Regions from separate parts of the Mus musculus genome. Here region 2 is linked to region 1. Evidence: chromatin contacts called from public HiChIP or PLAC-seq data. All regions are on one chromosome and are shown on one strand. Each heading gives the region's core, a stretch centred on a gene start, on an enhancer-like site or on the middle of the called end of the contact. The rest is flanking DNA. Distances are from core to core; before and after follow the strand shown.

Region 1 (4,426 bases), core at 1,430-3,929:
TGAGCTATCTCTCCAGACCCCTAAAATGTAGCAGCATATAGCATTAAGAGAAATTTCATGGATTCTCCTCACCCTTTAAGAGACCTTTCAGAGAAGATACTCTGAAAAAGAGAAAAGGACATTTGGCCACTCTGGGAAAAAAAAAACAAAAACAAAAACTTTAACATAGTATCAAAGTATGTAATTAGATCATTTTATTTAATTCCAGGTTTTCTTCCTGAGATGTTCAAGATGAAAACAACTAAACATTTGTCATTGGATTTGGCAAACATTCCTTCAAAACAGAGGATCACAGATCTTTGTGCAAGATCCAGCACTAAAGTACTTTCCCGTTGCGATGTTGTACTGTCCTATTTATCAACTTAAAATCAGTATTATTGTCCCACATTTGCAGGGTTCTAGACATAGAGCAACATTTTCATTTCAGTGAATAATAACTCCAATCTTCCAGTTTCCTAACTACTCACAGGAGTGAGTCATCCTTGAAAGCTCTACCCTGGAACTCCACATTGTATTTACTAAGACTGCTGTTAGCCTGCCCTCCTGAATACTACTGTTTGTAATTAGTCACACTAAAGAGGCCATCATTCTTGCTTGGCTTATCACAATAGCCTTCTAGCAGATCTCCTTGCTTCTACTCTTGGCCCCTTTACAGTCTCATCTCAATAAGGAGAAAGCAGAGCAACCCTATTAAACCAGAAGTCAAATGTTACTTCTCTGCTTGAAACAATAACAAAGACACTTTTTGTAACTCTGTAATAGTTCAAGGGCTCACATGGTTTCTGAAACCTTACATGATCTGCCCATTACCCCATCTACCACCTTTTATAGGGCTCACTATGCTGATAAGTGAATTACAGGTTAAGAGTGATGTACTTATCTCTCAGGCCTTTATTCTGGTTATTAATTCTGCCTGGAATGCTTTCCCTGATAGTCACAATTCTTACATTTCTTCACAGTAACCCAACTGCCACATTCTTTGTGAAATCTATTCAAACCATTCTCTCTGTTCTGAGCACCTCACAATTTCAACAGTATGTATCATGTTTGGTACACACATCTGAATATTATATGTACCCCATTTGAATAAAGCTCTACTGAAGTAAAATTATCTTTCAATCTTTGAGTGTTTATTTTGGGACAGGCTCTGATCTGGATCCCTTGCTCTTCCTTCCTTAGTTTTCTTTTTCTTTCTTTTTTTTTTTTTAAAGATTTATTTATTTATTATTATATGCAAGTACAATATAGCTGACTTCAGACACTCCAGAAGAGGGTATCAGATCTCATTATGGATGGTTGTGAGCCACCATGAGGTTGCTGGGATTTGAACTCGGGACCTGTGGAAGAGCAGTCAATGCACTGAGCCATCTCTCCAGGCCCCCTTCCTTAGTTTTCTAATTGCTGGGATTATACACACGTGTGCGCCCATCTACTTGCCACAGAAGTAGGAACAGGGAAAATGTGGTGTGAGGAAGCTTGAGAAATTGCCAGGGAAGGGAATTCTGTCTTCATTCTATGCATGTGGAATACTAAGTCTCAAATCTTAGACCCAACCTCATCTTCTGTAACTCACCTGCCCACACGAGGGCGCACCAAGCCGTGGGATTTGATGAAGACACAATCACCAACCTTCAGCCACATGTCATTGTACCGAAGCTGCTCAAAGTAGTGGCAACCTGGCTCACCATTGGACATCTCCACAGGAACATCTTCTTTTTCCTGTGGAGAGGAACTGGTAAATAAAGGCAGGAAACTAGCAAGAGGCACAAGAAACAACAACTCTAAGTAAGCTTTTATCAAAGTTGAGAAACCAAACATTAAATTGTTAAAATCAAAATCATAATCAGGTATTGTATTCATTTCAAATTTATAATTTTCATAAAATGTTACTAAGAAATTTTTATATCTGCCCCCCCATTCCTATAGAATTGATCTTTTCAGAATAAAGTACTGGAAAGAACTTATTAGCATTTACTTCAAAGTGGACAAATTCACACAACACACAGTACAAGAAACAAATTCTTTATACTATCTTCTTTATTGTATTTAATGTTACAGAATTTCTTCCTTCTCTTTGTGGTAATAGAGACAGAACCTGGGACTCTGTGTAACAGGCAGGTACTGATATCTCAAACCCTTTATGTATTTTTAAACCTGGGTCTTACTAAGCTGGCCTTGAACTCATTCAATAGTTCAAGCAGGTCCTGAGCTTTTCTTTTTCTTACTTCAGTATTCTAACAAGCACATGCCACCAGATCAGCTGCTTTCTAATATAAAAATTAAGCTTATTCAGTCTCTTCTAATGACATAGCTCATTTAGCTCCCACTCTGAAAAATAATACTTCTTTCTGATCCCTGCGGGATTTAGAAATATAACAAGTTGGCTTTTAACTTGCCTTTATGATACCGAGTCTCTGTAGTTTCTGTCCTAATCTGATTAAATCTCTAGTAGACCCCCAGGGAAAGCTACCATTAGTACAACAGAAATGAGTATAAGGAGTAGTTTTTCACACCACAGCAGCACATAGCAAACTCATCTCCAGACTAAATAGAAAAAGAGGAATGCTAGAGCAGATAAACTCCAGGAGACATGACAGAGTGACAGGGTTGAGGCCCCTTTGGAATGTCTGCCTGAAGCTTACTATTCATAGACCTGTCCTACATTCCTGGGAGGGCAGATGAGCACAGACTGGGAGGATAGGAGGCGCTATCTGAGGAGAAAAGCCGAAAGGAGAGAGTCCAGGATATGTCTTCCTCTTTTTTTTTTTTAACTAATCCTCTGTTCCCAAAAGGTACAATATTCTTCTACGCTGGCTTCTTACCTACTACCCTTAGAGAGAAAGGAAGGCTAAACACTAGCTTGGACTTTTCCCTGGTCTCTACTATATTGTTTTCATTTCTTAATGTTAACAACTGATAGGTTTTACATTTTTATTATTTTTATTAATTCCATCATAGCAAGAAACAATATAGTTCTGTGATATAAACATGATGCATTCTGGCTTTGACTAAATAACTAAATCTGTCACCTACTAGCTGTAGGTGATAAAGGGCAAATGACCTGATTTCTTGTGGGCCCCTCAGATGGGCTTTCATTGTTGGAAAGCATAAGTGATATAGAAATGTTAGTAAAAAAAAAAAAACCTAGTAATTGAATGAAATAAAAGTTTATTTTGAATAATCCTTGCCCTTTTAAGTGGAACATTTCCTTCCTTGATCATGTTTTAAAATGGCGCAATCTTGCTTATAAAAATAACATTTCTTCAGCCAGGCAGTGGTAGCCACCTTTTTGATCCCAGCACTCAGGAGGTGGAGGCAGGCAAATCTCTGTGAGTTCAAGGCCAGTCTGGTCTATACAGAAAGTTCCAGGACAGCCAAGGCTACACAAAAAAACTCTGTTTTGAAAACCAAACCAAACCAAACCAGACCAGTCCAGACCAAACCATTTCCTCAATTTTTATATTGATATTCATCCTTGAGATTGGGGTAGTCTTCTGTTGAATTTTGTAGGGTGTGGAATACAGTTTGCTCTGACTTTATACAATGAACGAAGGATTTTTGTCTCTATAATATCAAGTAGTTTAAAGAGCTATTTTTTTGAGACAGGGTTTCTCTGTGTAGCCCTAGAACTCACTCTGCAGACCAGGCTGGCCTTAAACTCAGATCCATCTGCCTCTGATATCTGGGATTAAAGACATGTGCCATCATGCCTAGGTTACAGCTTTTAATTACAGCAATCATACAAAGAGTTCGCCTACTCACTACTCACTGGGCATCTCACTGGTCTCCTTGGTTTACTTTATGAGTATTTTGCCTGCATGTATGTCATGTATGTCTGTGCACCAGTGTGCACCAGGTGTGTGCCTGATGCCTGTAGAAGTCAGACAGCCTGGAACTAGAATTACGGTTAAGCTCCATGCGGGTGCTGGGATCAAATCTGGGTCCTTTGGAAGAGCAGTCAAATCCATTTCTTTATCCTCCATCCTCAATTTACTTCTAAATACTAGTTTAAGTTAAATGTTTCCCTTTTCTTTTCCCTTAGGTTCTTCCACTTTGTTTGACTAAGGTTTTCTACCCTCAACTTGCTTTTTGTTTTGTTTTTTTGAGTTTGAATATATTAATTTACTTTCTAGAATAGATATTTTAAGGTTAAAATCCTTTTCTAGGTAGCTACCACCCACATACCTTTTCCAAGTTAAAATTGTCTTCAGCTCTATTGTCATCTGAGTTGTCTGTATTCTTCTCATCATCCCCTTTATCTGCATTTGCAAACACAGAGGCCACTCGGACCACAGGCAAAGGCACATCCCGAGGGACAAATCTAACTGAACTGATGGGCATGGTCCACAGTTTAATTTTCTTAAAAGATTTGGTTTTGGCAGAATACCTCGATTCACAGACAAAAACATCCTCATCGCGAAAGTTT
Region 2 (4,013 bases), core at 580-3,079, 110 kb before region 1:
CTTTGAAGGCTGCATGAGATTGCACAGTGAATGTCTGAGGCTTAGAAGAGGCATGGGTCAGGCACACCACGTGTCGTCATACTGGGCTGTTCTGGTAGGGAAGGAGACTCAGGTCTCTTCAAAAGGAAAGTTTATATCATTTCCTTATATTAAAGCTACTTGACACTTGACTGTAAACAAAAAAAATTTTTTAATTTGAAATGTAACTGTCAACTGTTAGTACTGGCTTTAGATCCATTTTATTATCATTTGTTTTAGTTGAAAGGACTGTGGGTGATAACAGGCCTGCTTGGTGTGTTTGGTTTTCAAGGTTATAGTCCTGGAGCTCTTTTAAAGTTTTATGTGAATCCTTAAGTGAGGAATCTTTGCTGAAAGTTGAACCACATATATTATGGCTGACTTCTACTAGCACAAAATAGAAGCTAGCCGAGCTCCCTCAATCCTTACTCTGTGTATCTAGGTCACATCTGAGTGATGGCCTCTGTGGCTTGTCATTAATGCCTGGCTAGTGTCCACTGACAGGCACAGTGCTTTAGCACAGGCCAAGAGATATCAGGGCCTGGCTAGGTGTTTGTTTGTTTGTTTGAATTTTACTTATTTTGTGTATTTTATGTATGAGTGCTCTATCCTCATGTACACCTGTGTGCCACAAGGGGGCATCAAACCCCATCATAGATGCTTGTGAGCCACTGTGTGCTGGTTGGAAATTGAACTCAGTGCTCTTAATTGCTGAACTCACTCTCCAGCCCCTGGCTAGGGGTTTTTAATTGAGCACTGGCATATGTATTTGGGGGTACACTTGATGCTAGGCTCTAAGTCCACATAGTGGTTACATGAAGCCCAAAGTGGAGGTGTAGCTTATCTAGAATGGAAAAGGCCCCGGGTTCCATCCCAGCACAACAGACTTTTAAAAGTTCTTGGGAGGCGGGGGGCGTAAGCATGTGCCTTTTCCCCCAAGAGTGCACACTGACACATGGTCCTCTTCCTGGCATGGCTGATCAAGTCTGTAGCACATGTTATTTTACAGTTGTGTTACCTCAAAGCACTTCAGGTCCCTTCAGCACAAATATAGCACGCTATGTAAAGAACCACCTGTCTCCACAGGTGACACAACACGGGAGTCCATAGCTGGGCTCAGGGGCTACTGAGCCCCCTGCCCTGCCTCTTACTGTCCCAGAGAGAGGCCTGACTGTATTGCTTCACCCACAGGTGCAGTGTGACCAGAGGAGGCTGGTGTTCTAGGTTTGCAGTCTGAGGGATTTCAGAGTCCCTTGGTTTTGGCTCTCTCCTAAGATGAAGATCAGTCTGAGGAAGCCAAGTAGGAAGGGCAACAGGATGCTCTTCCTGTGCCCTGAGTGGGAGAGTGGTACAGTTTGCTTTCGATATTCTTCAGAAATTAAAGCTCTTGGCTCCTCATATCAACTCTCTGTGTTTTCTGGAAACTCCAGCCCTGTCTCCTTCGCAGGGCGGATATGCAGCATGATTCTGTCTCTGCTCTGTCTCAATCAACACCAGTTGTCCAAAGAAATACACAAGGAGGGGGAGGGCCGGACCGCGTTGACGACAGGGCAGAAAGTCGGACTTCCTGTGCCAGTACAGTGCCTGCACTGCCTGGGAGCTGAGGGAAGTGTAGGCTGGCAGCCCCTGGGACTTAAGCAGTTGGTGGTCTGACTGCAGGAGGATAGGAAGTAGAGGGCATCGTTTTTTGAAGTACGTGGGAGACATGTCTGTGGTTAGTCCAGGCGTTTTCCTGGCTGGGCTCAGAGCCTCACGTCTGCCAGGGGAACTGATGGGCGTGGGAGGTGGAGACTGAGGTTGAGCTTTCTACAACCTGCAGCCTCTGCCAGCTGGCACCCTGCTTCTCTGCTGGCCTTCTACATTGTGACCTGTAGCCCTAACTCTCTAACACAGCTGTGATGGCTTTCTGTACACCGAGGGATGAAGTGACAGAGGAACAGTTCTTACGTTATATATAAACTGAATAAACACAACTTTTAAAGATCATAAAAGGTCAAGAAAATAAAACAGGAAAATATTCTTACATTCTTGGAATAAAAGATCCTTGCAGTTACAAAGGAAAAGAATTAGAGGTTAAACATAAAAGTGAAAAACCTCACTATGTTAAGAAAACCACCTTGATCAAAGGACAACCAGGCCAGAGGAAATGCTTCCTGTATAAACAACCATTAAAAGTGCTGTCAGGGGGCTGGCAAGATGGCTCAGTGGTTAAGAGCACTGACTGCTCTTCTGAAGGTCCTGAGTCCAAATCTGAGCAACCACATGGTGGCTCGCAACCACCAATGATGCTATCTGATGTGTCTGAAGTCAGCTACAGTGTACTTATTTATAATGATAAATAAATCTTTGGGCCGGAGCAAGCAGGGACTGAGGGAGCAGGATTGACCAGAGTGAGCAGAGGTCCTAAAAATTAAATTTCCAACAACCACATGAAGGCTCACAACCATCTGTACAGCTACAGTGTACTCACATACATAAAATTAATAAATAAATCTTTTTTAAAAAAGTGCTGTCAGGAGCTAGGTGAACAGCTCCTATCTATCCCAGCTACTTGGGAGGTTGCAGGAAGAGGATTCTGAATTTGAACCCAGCCAGGTAACTTGGTGAGAGAGATTCTGTCCAAAACACAAAAGGGGTGATTGCCATAGCTCAGTGATAGAGGCCCTAGGTTCAGTTTCCAGTATTCGACGGGGGTAGCTATGATTTGTAAGGTTATGAAGAAGAGACAAGTACTAAGAAAAACAGGAACACCCCCCCCCTTCCCTACAGCCTGGTGCTTTGTAAGTTCTATAAATACGTGTGTATCCTAGCTATGCTCTAGCAGCGGTAGCAGCAGCGTCCTATGAGTGCTGAGGGGTTATTTGCACCGCCATCTGGGCTTGTTTACAAAAAGACCTGTGTACTACCATCTGCCAATTTAATCTCTTGCCTGTGGGAGGTGGGGTGGAAGGTTTTGATGGGGTCTGCAAAAAACACGATTGTTTTTAGATTTTTAGAATTTTATGTGTATGAGTGTTTTTTTGACATATATATATACACACACACACATACACCATGCTTGTGTCTGTATCTGAGGTTAGAAGAGATTCCTAAAGTTGGAATTTGAGCCTAAAATTAGCTCAAAATCAATGGTTGTGAGCCACCACGTGGGTCCAAACCAGAGTTCCCTAGAAGAGTGGCCAACGCTGATAACCACTGAGCTGTCTCTCGGCCCACGATTGTTTTGAGTGCAGAGGCAGTTGGTTATGTATAGGGGGAACCAAGATTGCGTGCTGGAGGGTAGCTTTACTGGTTTATAGCCATATAAAATTGGGATGTCCCTAAAGCTCTCCACCTGTGTTTGCTTATCTGTGTTACATGGTACAAGGTAGCAGGTCCTCTTGTAGGGCAGTGGGAGAAGTCAGCCAGCCAGAACCTACCGAGTACTCAGGCATTGTACTAGAGCCTAGCATGACTGCTGTTAATGTAAGAGAACATGGTTCTTGCCATGTCTCCTTAAGGCATTGCATTATTTGAAAAACCTTTGCCACATCTTCCTAGTGACCCAGGGGCTTTGTGGGACTGCTCTGACTCTGGAAGGGATGCACACAGGACAAAGGTGTGTCCACTCTTTTCAAGAAACATTTGACAAGAGAGAAGGTGGCAATTCCTTTCTCCAGAGTCAGTTTAGGGATATGCTGGCTCCCCAGCCAATCCTTACCATTGGTCAATCTTTGCTGACTATGGGCTGTAGCACGATCCGCCATGTTGTGCAGACCATTCCGACATCCAGAGATCCGAAAATACTTGGTTCTGTTTCTAAGCTCCTTGCTTTGTTCTATGGTTCTGTTTCTAAGCTCCTTGCTTTGTTCTAGCTTTTCTTCCACCTCCAGCTTTTTTCCCATCTCACAGCTGTGTCCTGCTAGCTGCTTGCAGGCCATGCAGCTGGAGGATAGGCATGATACAACCCAGTACAGAACACTCACTTAGAACATCATCAGATGTTTGTTGTGACT

The links. HiChIP or PLAC-seq counts read pairs in DNA pulled down with a chosen protein or histone mark.
Region 2: a contact with region 1 is called in an H3K27ac HiChIP or PLAC-seq map of heart atrium, with 5 read pairs. The contact joins two enhancer-like sites. A contact is called at or near these places in 10 of 39 promoter capture datasets (the C10 cell line, the HPC-7 cell line, cranial neural crest and 5 more), 1 of 15 datasets of contacts at CTCF or cohesin (large pre-B cells), 3 of 484 Hi-C or Micro-C datasets (CD4 T cells, bone marrow-derived macrophages and muscle stem cells), 12 of 115 datasets of contacts at active chromatin or transcription factors (CD8 T cells, the HPC-7 cell line, the NIH/3T3 cell line and 9 more) and 3 of 9 other capture datasets (adipose tissue, liver and pancreatic islet).

The regions. Positions count from the first base shown.
Region 1 is chr14:31,084,809-31,089,234 of GRCm38.p6, reverse strand. It overlaps Pbrm1 (polybromo 1), which reads right to left. Exons shown (of 33, transcript NM_001081251.1): 23 at 4,186-4,426; 24 at 1,574-1,719. It also overlaps a transcript of Smim4 not described here. Among named protein-coding and RNA genes, the nearest start is that of Smim4, 42 kb to the left of the region's middle. Within about 2 kb of position 2,679, at least 10 of the 459 cell types and tissues checked have an H3K27ac peak or open chromatin away from gene starts, as enhancers often do. A contact at or near this core is called in heart atrium, where this site is marked.
Region 2 is chr14:31,192,822-31,196,834 of GRCm38.p6, reverse strand. The region is part of intron 3 of Nisch (nischarin); the gene reads left to right. Among named protein-coding and RNA genes, the nearest start is that of Nisch, 12 kb to the left of the region's middle. Within about 2 kb of position 1,829, at least 126 of the 459 cell types and tissues checked have an H3K27ac peak or open chromatin away from gene starts, as enhancers often do. A contact at or near this core is called in heart atrium, where this site is marked.